2 separate regions of the Zea mays genome follow, and region 1 is linked to region 2. The links are chromatin contacts, called in public Hi-C maps. All regions are on one chromosome and are shown on one strand. The core of a region is the stretch at or near the end of the contact, and the rest is flanking DNA. Distances in the headings are between cores, read along the strand shown.

Region 1 (6,482 bases), core at 1,176-3,675, 73 kb after region 2:
GCCTGCCCGAGCTGGGCCTCGGGCGAGTCGAAGGTGCGCCCGTTGCTTGAGGAGGCCCTCGGGCGAGGCGTGAATCCACCTGGGTCTACTGTTCCTGCCCGAGGCTAGGCTCGGGCGAGGCGAGATCGTGTCCCTTGAGTGGACGGAGCTTTGACCTATATTGCGCCCATCAGGCCTTTGCAGCTTGTGCTGATGGTGGTTACCAACCGAGTTTAGGAGTCTTGGGGGTACCCCTAATTATGGTCCCCGACACTAGCAGGATAAATTAATTAGGGAAACAAGATTGTATTTAGTAGACCTTTCTTGATTTTGGTGTACTATTGGTTAGTTATATACATTTGTATGTAGATCTAGAACTAGGGTTTGAGTTTTTTACTAATAAATTTCATATTATATTTTGTTTGAGAAAGGGAAGGCTTGTACGAAGCATAGTAGGTAAAATATTAATTATTGCTAAATACATTCTTTGAAATTGTATATATTATAATAAACAAAGTGGAGAACTATATATATATTTAATTAGATGGATAATAAAGTTGTTAAATTTTCTCTCGCATGGTAGTTGAGAGGTACTATATATTTTTATTTCTAATAAGAAAGAATGGCCTCTTTGCACCAACCAGAAAGTGTCATGAAACAATAGACGGTTGGTACCGATTAGTCGAAGCCGTTATTGATCGGGCCTTCAACGGGTAGGTCGCAACTGATCAATACGTACTACCGGAGGCAAAGCCCGATAAACACTCGACAAAGTTTTCTTTGCGGAGTATATTACCGAGAGTAGGACTTTGCCGAGCGCGGCACTCGGCAAAGATTTCTTTGTCGAATGTCTGACAAAAAGCACTCGGCAAAGTGCCGGACACTCGGTAAAGAGCCGGACTCCGTTAGTGACGGTCCCAACGCCGTCATGTGGTAATAGAGTCTGCAACAGGTGGATCAGTACTAAACAGTGTGGTTCTAATGCCGTCAATACTGTGATATTGTTCGTGTCGCCTGATCGTTATAGCCCAACTGACCATCGATAGGCGGCAACAGTCGGTAACGGCTAGCGATGGAGGCATCTAAGGCTATCTTTAGCAGACTTCCTACCTTATCGGTATCTTACTCCATATTTTAAACTTTACTTTGTAAACAATACAATATACATAACAAAACAGATTTTACAGGGGTGAAGCATTTGGACAGGTTACCACGGAGCAACAATGAGAAGCGGTTTCGGCGCCTCTGCTATGAATTCATGCATGATGCGTGCATCTCTGATCTCTTATCTTGTCAATGGGTTCCCCAGCCATTTGGGTAAGTAGTGGGCGGCGCTGGCGATGGATGCTGTTGCTTGCGAGGGATGCATGCCTGCCTGCGCGCGGCTGGCCGCTCGGGCGGTTTGGCTGCCCTTTCAGGCTTGCTTTACGGTGAGATGACACGATAAAACACAGCATCATCGTGCCATTATTGAGGCTTACTACTTCTCTTGCTCTCGTGCTGTCCTATCTCCAGAAGCGTCACTTGCGTAATGGACCCCCCTACGCTAGAGATGGTCAATGTATCATCAACATCATAAAGCTGGAAAATGGAATCGGGAATCTGTCGCGTGGATGGATGTAGGGCCATTGCATCAGCAGAGCGTATATTCTGTGGCTTCCATTCCAATGCATGGTTCCGACTAATATAAAGCTTAGTGGGTGTAGCCAAACACCCCTGAGTGACAGCTTCAACGACGAAGACGCGACTATGAACAGGAGAACTGTACCGTGTGCATGCCAGGATCCAAAAAAATAAAAATAAAAATCTGCTCTGAATTTTCCTCGCTCGCCTAACATCCAGAATCGCCGAAGTCAAAATGCGTCCCAGTCCCAAGGACGGTGAGCGTTTCCTGATCACGCTTGACATGTGATCCCGATCGAGCGATCGACTCCTCGTACGACGACGAATCTGCGACAATGCAAGGAGTACTGCGCAGTGGAAAAACTCTCCTGAAAATCTAGCTGTTTTCCATGACGTTTATTCGCCTTAGATTCTGAAGAATCGCCCGAGTCATTGGCATGCCGAGACTTTTGTTGCTTGCAGCCTCTGTAAAAGGACGGCCTGCATGCACTTCCTGCGGACGCAGGGAGGAGTAGCTTTCTGCTTTCGCACGAGGAAGAGGAATGGCAACTTGGGTTTGATCAGCTCCAATCCAAGTGGAAGTGGCAAACCGAGGGTCTCTTGGCTTTGCGCATCGTCCGAGGATATATGGGTGCGCGCGGCGGCAGGTTGTACGCAGAACAGCCGGCCTTTCGGGCTCTGTGAACTCACAAACTGACGAGGCAACTCAGCCAACTCTCAAGTCTGAACTGACAAACCGCTTCCCATTCGTTGATATCGACGGCCCAATCAAACCCAATCATGGTCCATGACTGACGGCTACATCACTGCATTCTAAAATGCTAGTACCATCTCTGCGAATTATCAGTATGGTTTGCGAGAGTCGTGGCATTTCATGCAAGTTCTATATGCTGTGTACAGATACAGCTGGATGTAGACGCGAGTGCTTGCGTGTAGGGCTGGACAAAAAATCCGTAACCCGAAACCCAAATCTGAAAAACCCGAATCTGAAATATCCAAAACCCAAATTTTGTTCGGGAATTTCGGATAGCAACTTGCAAAACCCGAATTTATTTCGGGTAATTCGGGTATCACAATCGGGTACCCAAAATACCCAAACTTTCATGTGTCATGTACTCATGTCATGCTTAATTATTAATTTATACATCTATAATTATGTGTAAGTGTGTATAACTTGTGATTATAGATTGCTTGTGTTTTATATGTCCATGTATATCATTATTCAAACTGTATTTTTATACTAATTTAATAGGGTGTATGCTTTTTTATGAAGCCGACACAATAATTCGGATAGTTCGGGAATAACCGAACCCGAACCCGAAATTCCGGGTACCCGAATTTTAATTGTAAAACCCGTTATAATTTTAGGTATCGATTCTCAAAATCCAAAATTTTAAGTACCTGAATTAACCGACCCGAAATTTTCAAGTAACCCGAACACCCATCCCTACTTGCGTGCGTCCGGGATCTGTAACCTTTTCACGGTGAATAAAATAGGCACGGTCTACTAACAATCTCCATCCCTACTTGCGTGCGTCCGGGATCTGTAACCTTTTCACGGTGAATAAAATAGGCACGGTCTACTAACAATCTGTCTACGCCTAACTGTACCAAAGCGTAATCTTAGCCTTTTTTACGAGAGTTTTAATAACAGCTCCATCTTAGCCTTTTTTACAAGAGTTTTACGCTAGTTGGTCATGGACTCGAATAACTTACACTACCGGAATCAGACTCTTTGCTGAATGCTCGGCGTCGACGAACTAAAACTCTCGGCATAAACCTCGTTTGTCAAGGGCGAAACTCTCGATATAGAAAGACACTCGGTAAAGAAGGCTTTACCTAGCGTCGAGCTCTCGGTGAAATGCGACGCTCGGCAAAGTGCCGTCAGTAGCCGTCTATAGATGATGACCATTAACTTTGCTGAGTGTTACCTGTCAAACACTCGACACACATTTATTTTACCGAGTGTCTTTCCTTCACTCGACAAAGAGTATTTGTTTTTTTTATTTTTTCCACCAAACTTTTTTGTGATATTTTCCTACAGTATATAGACATACATGTTCAATTTTGGCACAATTATTAAAGTGTTTGCTACAACTATCAGATTTAGTTTGTTTAATTGAATTTCTTCGAATAATTCAGATTTGAACCGTAAGTCACTCGAAAAATGGAAAACACTGAATGCAAAAATAATATTAATTTTATTTAGCACAAGTTATGACCTATTTCAGGATCATACCAGAATTTTCGTGCACCATTTTCACGAAACATGAACGTGAACTTATGATCTAGTTGTTTTAAAATTGTATAAAAAACAAACAAAGTAAAAAATCATGAAACTTGTTCGCATGTCATGATATCATATGTAGAGACCCTAATAAAAATTTGGCAGTGTTTCGTAAAAGTTGTCACCCACTATGTGTAGAAACCTAGCCATCCGTCACATTAAATCATAAAACTTCAATGGAGACCGGATATGTTTCTACACATAGTGCGTGACAACTTTTACGAAACACTGTCAAATTTTTATCACCCGTAAATGGATTATAAAGACCGATGCTTTCTTAGAACAGGCATTTGGCTAAGGTGCTAAAGGAGCGCGTCTAGTCCCTTGATGGGTTCAATCACTATGGAATGATCGCTACCCCATACACATGTTGGCACATGTTCGTTCTCCCCATCAATATCCGCCGGTGTATGCTTTCAAAAATAGAACATATTCGTGTCGTTGATAATTCTTGGATACCCAGGGAATAAAATGGGCATGTAGATGGAGCCTTTAATGATGAATTGGTCCATGCTTGGGAGGAAGGGGTATGGACGTACGACCGAGCTACGAAGAAAAATTTCAAAATGCATGTTTGGTACCAGTACTCCATGCATGACTTACCGATGTATGAGCTATTTTGCGCCTGGTGTGTTCACGGTAAGTTCCCACGCCCAGTTTGCAAGGAAGCTCTTAGGTTCATTTGGTTGAAGAAGGGTGACAAATATTTGTCGTTCGATAAACATCGATAATTACTCCCTCCTAACCATGCATTTTGACTAGACATCAAGAACTTTATGAAAGATGTCGTAGTGACAGACCGCCCACTTGCAATGATGACTGGTGTCGAAGTTTTTCAACAGATAGATGGTCTCGTGGTCAATCTAGAAGGTGGTTTTTTGTGGGATATGATGAGCAACATATGTGGACCCATAAGTCAGCCTTGACTCGGCTCCCATATTGTGACGACCTTCTCCTTCCACACAACATTGATGTTATGCACACTCAAAAGAGTATCACCGAGAAACTATGGGCAACAATTATGGACATTCCTGATAAGTCAAAGGATAACATAAAGGCAAGAGTAGATTTGTCAGCGTTTTGTGAGACCAAACCAAGAGATGAAGCCGCCTAGTGGTGGAAAGACATGGAGAAGGCCTAAGGCCGATTTCGTCTTTAGCAGGGCCCAGAGGAAGGATGTACTACAATGGATCAAGATGTTAATGTTTCCTGATGAGTATGCAGCTAACCTGAGTAGGGGTGAACTTATCTACTTTGCGAGTCTTAGGGATGAAGAGTCATGGCTTTCACATATGGATTAAACTAACTCTTCCGGTGATGCTTTAAGGCTATGTCCCTAAGCATGTCTGGCTAGCGCTTCCAGAGTTGAGTTATTTCTTCTGCCAACTTTGTGCAAAAGAGTTATCTCGGTCCTTAATTACAGACTTAAAAAGAATGGCACCCGTGTTACTGTGTAAGCTGGAGAAGATGTTTCCATCCGACTTCTTCATTCTGATGCAACATTTGATTCTTCATCTTCCGTATGAGGCACGAATGGGGGGGCTTGCAGGGACGTTGGTGCTATCCAATCGAGAAATGTCTAAAGACGATTCAAAAGAAATGTAGAAATAAATGCAAAATTAAGGCTTCCATTGCAGAGACATACATACTAGAGGAGGTGTCAAACTTCACAACAACTTACTATGGTGACAAACTGCTGAGCGTGCATAATCCACCCCCTCGTTACAATGATGGTGAAAATGAACTTATGTGCGAATAATATAACATTCTAGCGTGTTTGAACTTGTAGGGCCCAAGAGACCCGTCTACGAGTGCCGAGTTGAGACAAGTAGCCAATGGCTTTGCCTATAGGGTCAAGAAATTTTCTGGGTATGACGTCAATGGATATCATTTTCGCATAACAAGCTACAACCAAAGTCAACCCAATTGAAAAACCACGTATTCTGGAGTCTTTACGCCCAGGCTTGATGAGGTCAAGTATTATGGAATAATTGAAGAAATATATGAACTCAATTTTCATGATTCCAAACCTCTTATTCTAGTGATATTCAAATGTCATTAGTTTGACCCTGAAGTGATGAGATAGACACATTCTAATATTGGGCTAGTCAAAATTCGATAGGATTCCACCTTACCAGGAGACGATGCCTATATCGTGGCCCAATAGGCCACACAAGTGTATTATCTCCCATATGTGTGCCAAACAAAAGAACATATTAAGGTTTGAGATGTTGTGTATAAGGTATCACCACACAGTAAACTACCTGTTCCAAATGATGAAGATTATAACTTAGACCCGAACACATATGACAGAGTTTTCTTTCAAGAAGATGAGCTAGAAGGGCGATTTGAGATAGACTTTACCGAAGCAATCTAGAAGTAGATATTGAAATGGTTGTTGATGAGGAGGAGGATGCAGTGCAAAATGAGAATGACTTAGAAATTATTGAAGGCAATGACAATGACAAACTTGCACCTTCAGATGATGTTGACTATAAAATGGTCGATAGTGATTATGAGACTTATGATCCGGCTAATCCGGACACATATGAAGATTATTTTTAAGCGACGTAATGGTATATTTTTATTTATT
Region 2 (7,104 bases), core at 540-3,039:
TGTTAAATTGCTTGTCCATCATCGGTTATTTTTAAACTGCTTAATTAGTTGAGTCGTTGCTGTCCGCTGCGTATTGTATTCGGTGGTGAGACTTAAAATTTGTTTTTGGGAAATGCCTTCTTTCAGGCATGTACCTAGCTTCATGGCAGCACTAGTCATGCGTGACTCCTACGTTTTTCCCCCCTTGACGTATTAAGAATATGACCCAAGTAGTATCAACAGGATACAAGGTTACGAAGTACATCTTGTAACAGCAATTTGTTGGGTGAAATTAAATGTAATTAAGCCGTGCCAAGGCGCCGCTATGAATTTGGGAAAACAAAAGAGAAAACGGCGCCAAGTTCCATATTGAATTTGTACTAGCTAAGTAAGTAAGTCGTATGCCAAAAGTACGTAGCTAGGAAAAGTCAGCGACCGCGTATGTATACTTACCGGAGTAGGCGTATCCTTTCATGGTGTAGCCGCGCTGTGTGGTGATGCCGTTGATGGGCAGGATCTCGTCGTGCCCCGGCGTCGTTATCACCGAGTTTATGTTCAGCTCGTTGATGATGTACTCCGGCTTGTACCACCACGCTGCTCATTTTGCAGCAGCAAGATCAAAATCCCGTTTCGCTTGCTTGCTTTGCTTCCGATCCGTAGTAAACAAACAAACAAACACTAGTTACCCTCAGCGTTGGCGAGCTCGGCGTCGACGTGCGACGGCAGGACGCGGTTGTCCTTGTAATGGTAGTAGTTGTCGGACTCGGCGGGGGTGACGACGATGCGCTTCAGCCACTTGACCATGCGGCCGCCGATGCAGCCCGGGATGATGACGCGCACGGGGAAGCCGTGGTCGGGCAGCAGCGGCTCGCCGTTCTGCATGTACGCGAGCATGATGTCGCGCGACGGGTCCAGGGCCCACTCGCGCGGGACGCTGGTGCCGTACTTGGACCCGCCGCCGCCGCCGCCGGGGAGGTCCTCGGCGCCCTCGAAGCAGACGTTGAGCGCGCCGCCGTGACGGGGCGCGACGCCGCAGCGGCGGAGCACGTCGCGGAGGCGCGCGCCGCGCCACACGGACGTGGACACGCCGGCGGCGCCCCAGCCGAAGCCCGCCGTCTGCCGCACCATGTTCTGCTCCTTGCGCCGGTTGCCCGCGCACGCCAGCGTCACGGGGATCTCCACGGCGGGGAAGTCCCGCGCCAGCTCGTCCATGGTGAGCCGCGCGGGCCGCCTCACGAGGCCCGTCACCTCCACGGCCCACGTCGCCCAGTCCCCGCGCGGCACGGCGCCGTGGTTGCGCACGTAGTGCAGCGGCGCCGGGGTGATGAAGCCGTGCTGCATCAGCCGCGCCAGCGGCGGCTCGCAGTTCAGCGGGTGCTTCCCCGTCAGCCGGACCAGGCACGGGTTGCGCTCGACCCACGCGTCCGCGGTGCCCTCGTCGCGCGGGTCCTGCGCCGCCGGCTCCACCTCCAGCTGCAGCTGCGACCCGTACAGCTCGCGCCAGTCATCCTGCTCGTCGTCCGACGACGACGCATCGTCCGACGTGCTGCGGGGTGGGGAGACGAGGGGAGGGAAACCGCAGCCGCGCGCGGGCGAGTCCGCGCGCCGCGGGATGTGGCTCGGCGGGGGAGGGTACGCGCCGACGCGCGCCGGCTCCAGACGGCCGAACTGCCGGGGCTCGACAGCGGCCATTTCGGTTCAGGAGAGGTGTTGCCTGCCGACTGCGTTCTGGTTTCTGGTGATGAGCCCAGCAGTTGTAGCTGGCCTGGAAGGAAGGCTGCTGGAAGTGGCTTGGTGTTGTTGTCTGTGCAAGGCAGTACGACAGGCGGCGGCTCATAATATATACACACGGGCGCAGGTGCTCCAGCGTGACATGGCGCCTCAGAGTCAGTGTGCGCCACAAGTTTTTCTACACCCAGCTGACCACCAAAAATAAGGTGGGATTCTGTGATTATTGACTGACTTTCATTTTAGGCTCTGTTTAGATGAATTAGCTAACTATTAGCGGTTACTAACTAGCTTGTTTGGTCTAACTAAGGGCATGTACAGTGGTGTTTAATGTGGGGGCTCTTAAGGTGTTTTAGGTGGTTATTTGCAAAAAAAAAATCTTAGAGCCGTCTCTCCGTGAAGAGACGCCTCTGGCTCGTAAACCAAGTAACAACAGACGCCTCACTTCCCACTGTACGAATTTGTTGTCTGTTCTATCGATCTGATGCTATACAAATACATTTAATTCTGTATTTATTAATAGACTACGTTTATAGACACTCCATTGTACAATAGAGTCTCTTAGTTGTCTCCTGTGCTTGGAGAACCGTTTTGGTGTCTCTCCACTGTACATGCCCTAACGATATAATTACCATTTGGGTAATAATTAATAATTAGTTAGACTATATCATTTGGCAAGAAGAACAAAAGACACACACCTCGTTCGTTAGTTAAGTAATTCCTTAGATTTGGCTTGTCTACATTTGCGATTTGTTCTAATAAATCTATCGATAAAATTATCCGTGAGTTTCTTGTAATAGGATTCGATACGGATGGATATTGCTTATTTCGTAATTGTTTTCATATTTTTTCTCTTCAGTTCAAATCCAATACATATATTATCAAGTTGTGTCGGATAAAATTTAAATAGATATTAATATCTTGTACATCCAACTTTGAGAATACATATATAGATAAAAGTTGGATACAGATCACATATTGAGCACCCGGACTCGAATACGAATCGAACCTTTTTGACGAATCGAATTTGAATACGGACAAATAATTATCCGTACCATCTACACCCATATTACCCGTGATAACTTCAATAATGGTCACAACTAGGTTATTGTTCATCCATTTATATGCGATTTGGTCTGGTTTCTGAATTTTGATCCTGCAGCAGGGTGTTTAAGAGATTTTTGGCAGAGCTTCACGAGCTCTTAATTCATACAAAAAAATGATTTTCTATCTCTATAAAGAGTAGGTCAAACACTCCGAGTTCACTAAATTTAAATTTAGAGAGTGTTTAGTTTCTAGAGACTAATTTTTAGTCTCTTTATTTTATTTTATTTTATTTTAGTCTCTAAATTATTAAATACAGAAACAAAAATAGAGTTAATTTTCATATTTAATAATTTAAATATTAAAATAGAATAAAATGTAGGAACTAAATATTAGTCCGCAGAAACCAAACACCGTATTAGATTCACCTTAATAGTAGATCTATAGGCCATGTTCGCTGTTTTTAGAGCTGTTCAAAGAAAGCTTCGAAGCGGTTTCGTACCTCTGCAAAGTACTCACTTATCGTCTCTGTTTGCTCATCTCCTTTCTCGCTCGCTCCACCGACAGAATTCGCGCGTTCCTACCGGGGCGTGGCCCGGCCCCCTCGTCGCCGGCGCTACTGCCTTGGCCTCGCTGGGAGCGCGGCGAACGCTGGAGCAGGCGAGCGGGCATCAGCCGAGCGAGCATCACTGCATCAGGAAGACATAAGCGAGCAAGTCTGCTGGCAAAGTATATATTTGTTCGTTTACATGATACGATTTCTAACTTTTTAATTGCTAATCTGGAATGATCATCCGTGCAAATTTTTAATCCTGTATTTCACTTTGTACCATTGGACGATAATTCGGGAGGTCCAGCAGCTGTTGACGAAATGCCTGGAAGGTTTGGTCTCATTTAAGCACTGAATTGTTGTCGGTTGTCCTTGTAGCCTCTGTGTCCTTTTCTTGTTCTTGTATTGAAAAGTTTACTGATGGTACTTAGGTATTGTTGCATTTCCATTTTACCTAGAAGATCATGTGATTTTTGCCAAACCTGGGCACTCTTGTTAGAAGGGATACAACTATATTGTACTACTTGCAAATTCTAGTTTATGTTTGACAGTTCTATGCGTTGGCGAAACTGCTTTGTGATGCAGTGAATCATTCCTGCAACCTACATCCTGCACAACCTTTCCGTTCCTGCATTTGTTTTCGGAAAAATGTGAATAGAGATATTTATTTTTGGACAACAAAGTTCGATTGCAGCTGATCTTCACTTTGGCATGCTGTGAACCCAGTACTTCGACTTGCTAATTGAACTGTTGTGAATTAGTTTAAGTTGTCCAATTCTGAATTTCGTTGCATGATCTATGTTGGAGAGAAGTTTTCTGCCCGAAGGTCCTGGATAACCAAAACAATTTCTTATTGTTATATCAGGAGAAAGGGATTGACATGGTTTGAAGGACCACGACCACTAAAAATAGAAATTGTATATGAACTTGATCACCATAAATAGAAGGCCCCCGGATAATCAAAACAATTTCTAATTGTATATGAACTTGACCACTATAAATAGAAAGACAGTGCGACCGCCAGAATAGTTAGTCATTCTCGTGAAATCTGTAATCGACATTGCCGAGGATTGTTCGGTAGTGAATTTATGGGGTTTCACGAGACCGAGAACTAAAAGTAAAGGCGCAGGAGACTCGAAGATTTACACAAGTTCGAGCTCTCAGTGTGAGATAACATCCTACGTCATGTTTGTGGTGGTATCTATTGGCTATGCAATGTGATTAGATGATCCGTTGTCTTAGGGCGTTTAGGTCCTCCTTTTGTAGTTCAAGTAGGGGCGTCATTTACAAAATATGGATCTAGCCCGGTTACAAGATATGAATAATAACCAAACCTAGCTGATTCCACCCTTTTTATTGGGTACCTAATCTCTATCTGTGTATGTTTTCACTCTTATCAACAACCGGGTGTTGTCATATGTACATGGATATCAATATTATTATCTCCTAATCTCGTAGGATCTCTAGAATATTTATCTTTCTAGAGCTTCCTTGCGGATGAGATCTTACTCTGATTGTGTGTGCCGAGTTACTAGACACTCGATTGAGCCCATAAACCCACCTGTTATGGCCTTTCACGTTGGATATCTCTAATATATATCTTTAACAGTAGCCCCCGAGGCTTATTTGGTCGAGTTATAGGGTCAGGAAGAGAATACTCGGCTCTTGAATCTTCTTGTATAGGTGAGCCTTGCTGTGCCTAAGTTGTTATCTCCTTTGTCCTACTAATCTCTGGCCCTGTTATTCATAAGGATGACAACGCGGGATAGGTTCGGGACGGGCAGTGGGTTTTTTGGATTCGGCGAGGATGGGAACGGGTCTACATTTTCTCTCGGAGACGAGACTAGACGAAATCATGAGACAAAGGGAGGCGAGCCCTTATAGTACAAGGTAAACACCATATGATCAATGTTCATGGGTTCAAAAAAGAAGGCATCACTGTTTATGGGTTCTTCGAAAAAAAACACCACGCGCGCTGCATGTAGACCAAACTCAGCTTTTGGATTATTGGATGAGATGGACGTAACAACTTGCATTGCTCTATTTGATCGCATATGCGAACATCGAGATCCAGTTGCTTATTATGCTGCTTCCCATGTTAGCTACACGCTGCATACGTACGCAAGCGCAGTATATCCACCAATAGATTGGGAGTATCGACGCAGTCCACAGGCGAGATCTCTCCTAGCTCTTTCTTTAGTTAGGATAAATACAAACCCATCATCCAATCGGCAACCGCGGCACGTACGACTAAACGTTGTTTAAGGGCATATATAATGAGTATCTTAAGTTGTATCTTATACACTGTGTCTTTGTCAAGATACATGTTTTGAGTTTTTTTACATTCACCCTCATAGAGACTAGCTGATTGGTCACTTTAATTTATTTAATGCTCTAATTGGTACAATGAATATCGTAAGACACATGTTTTAGACATAATCACTGTATTATGTTGTATTTTAGTTGTGTCTTATACTTAGAGTACCGTACAGCAGTGTCTAGTTTGTAGTTTGTACATGCCCTAACCCATGTATGTTGTAGCTAGCGGTGCCAGCTAGCTAGCTGGCCAACCGGCCGGCCATGCACCGAGACACTACGTACTACTGGCCGGGGCGATCCGTCCATCCTGACCAACCGCCGCCGACCGAGTGCCCGCGCACGCACGCTCCGGCCGGTACCCACCGATGAGTCGATGACCCGTGTGGCCGGCCAATTTTTAACGCAGCGGCCAGGGGAATCCAATCTGAGTCTGCTGGTTGGTGCCTGGCTGGTGGCAGCTAGCCCTAGTAAACCCCGGTCGCCGGCAGCGGCAGCAGGTTGCCCGTGATTTGATTACAGTGAACATAAAACAAACAAAAACTAACGTTGTCAGATACTCCTGTTAATAACTGATTACGTCGTCGTAGTAAAATGGCCCAACCAAACAGCGTATAAAAGATATATAGCTGTTTCAAAATTGTTTATCTCATTGTCGCGCCCGTCTCATTTGTTCAATTCCTGATGACTCACAGATTGCTAGATATCATAAGAAGAAATATAGACTTGTCAGATGAGACATCCTATACCAACCTAGGGACCAAAGAGGGTTAGGAATTCAGAACATAGATATTCAAAAATAAATGTTTGCTAAGTAAATGACTTTTTTTAAATTGATTAACGAGGACGGGTTGTGGCAACAATTGTTACGTAATAAGTATCTCTACAGATATCCTCTGACGAAAGTGACACATAGACCTGGTGATTCACAATGTTGGTCGGGTTTAATAAAAGTGAAGGATATCGTTCTGAACCTAGGAAAGTTCATACTAAAAAATGGGGAACATATTAGGTTTTGGGAAGACAAGTGGCTAGGATATCAACCATCTATGTCTCAATATCCGACTCTTTACCAGATTGTGAGACATAAAAGTGCCACAATGGCTACGGTATTGGATTCAATGCCTCTTAACGTCTCTTTTCGTAGAGCTTTAGTTGGTCCCAACCTCATCTCGTGGCATAATCTGGTGGCGCGCCTCATTCATGTTCAATTATGTGATTAAAAGGATAGTTTCAAATGGAACTTAAATACCTATGGGCTCTTTACAGTTGAATCTATGTATAGGTCTCTAATAAATAATGGGAACGTGTTTCACCAAAAGCAAATTTGGAAATTAAAACTACCGCTTAAGATTAAGATTTTTATGTGGTTCTTATTGAAAGGAATGGTGCCGAAGAAAGATAATTTAGCAAAACGTAATTGGCAGGGTAACAGAAAATGTGTTTTTGTAATTCAGATGAATCCATTGAACATTTATTTTTTGACT

Evidence for each region. A called contact is a pair of places that touch in the nucleus more often than the background predicts.
Region 1: a contact with region 2 is called in a Hi-C map of leaf, with 5 times the contacts expected there. The contact joins the enhancer-like site here to the promoter of LOC103643134 in region 2. A contact is called at or near these places in 7 of 25 Hi-C or Micro-C datasets (bundle sheath, ear, endosperm and 3 more).

What each region holds. Positions count from the first base shown.
Region 1 is chr1:203,164,971-203,171,452 of Zm-B73-REFERENCE-NAM-5.0, forward strand. No RefSeq gene overlaps it. Among protein-coding and RNA genes, the nearest start is that of LOC103643135, 43 kb to the right of the region's middle. Within about 2 kb of position 2,426, at least 10 of the 20 cell types and tissues checked have an H3K27ac peak or open chromatin away from gene starts, as enhancers often do. A contact at or near this core is called in leaf, where this site is marked.
Region 2 is chr1:203,092,419-203,099,522 of Zm-B73-REFERENCE-NAM-5.0, forward strand. LOC103643134 (nitrate reductase [NADH]-like) reads right to left here and starts at 1,790. Exons shown (of 4, transcript XM_008666285.2): 1 at 666-1,790; 2 at 433-573. The coding sequence starts at 1,671.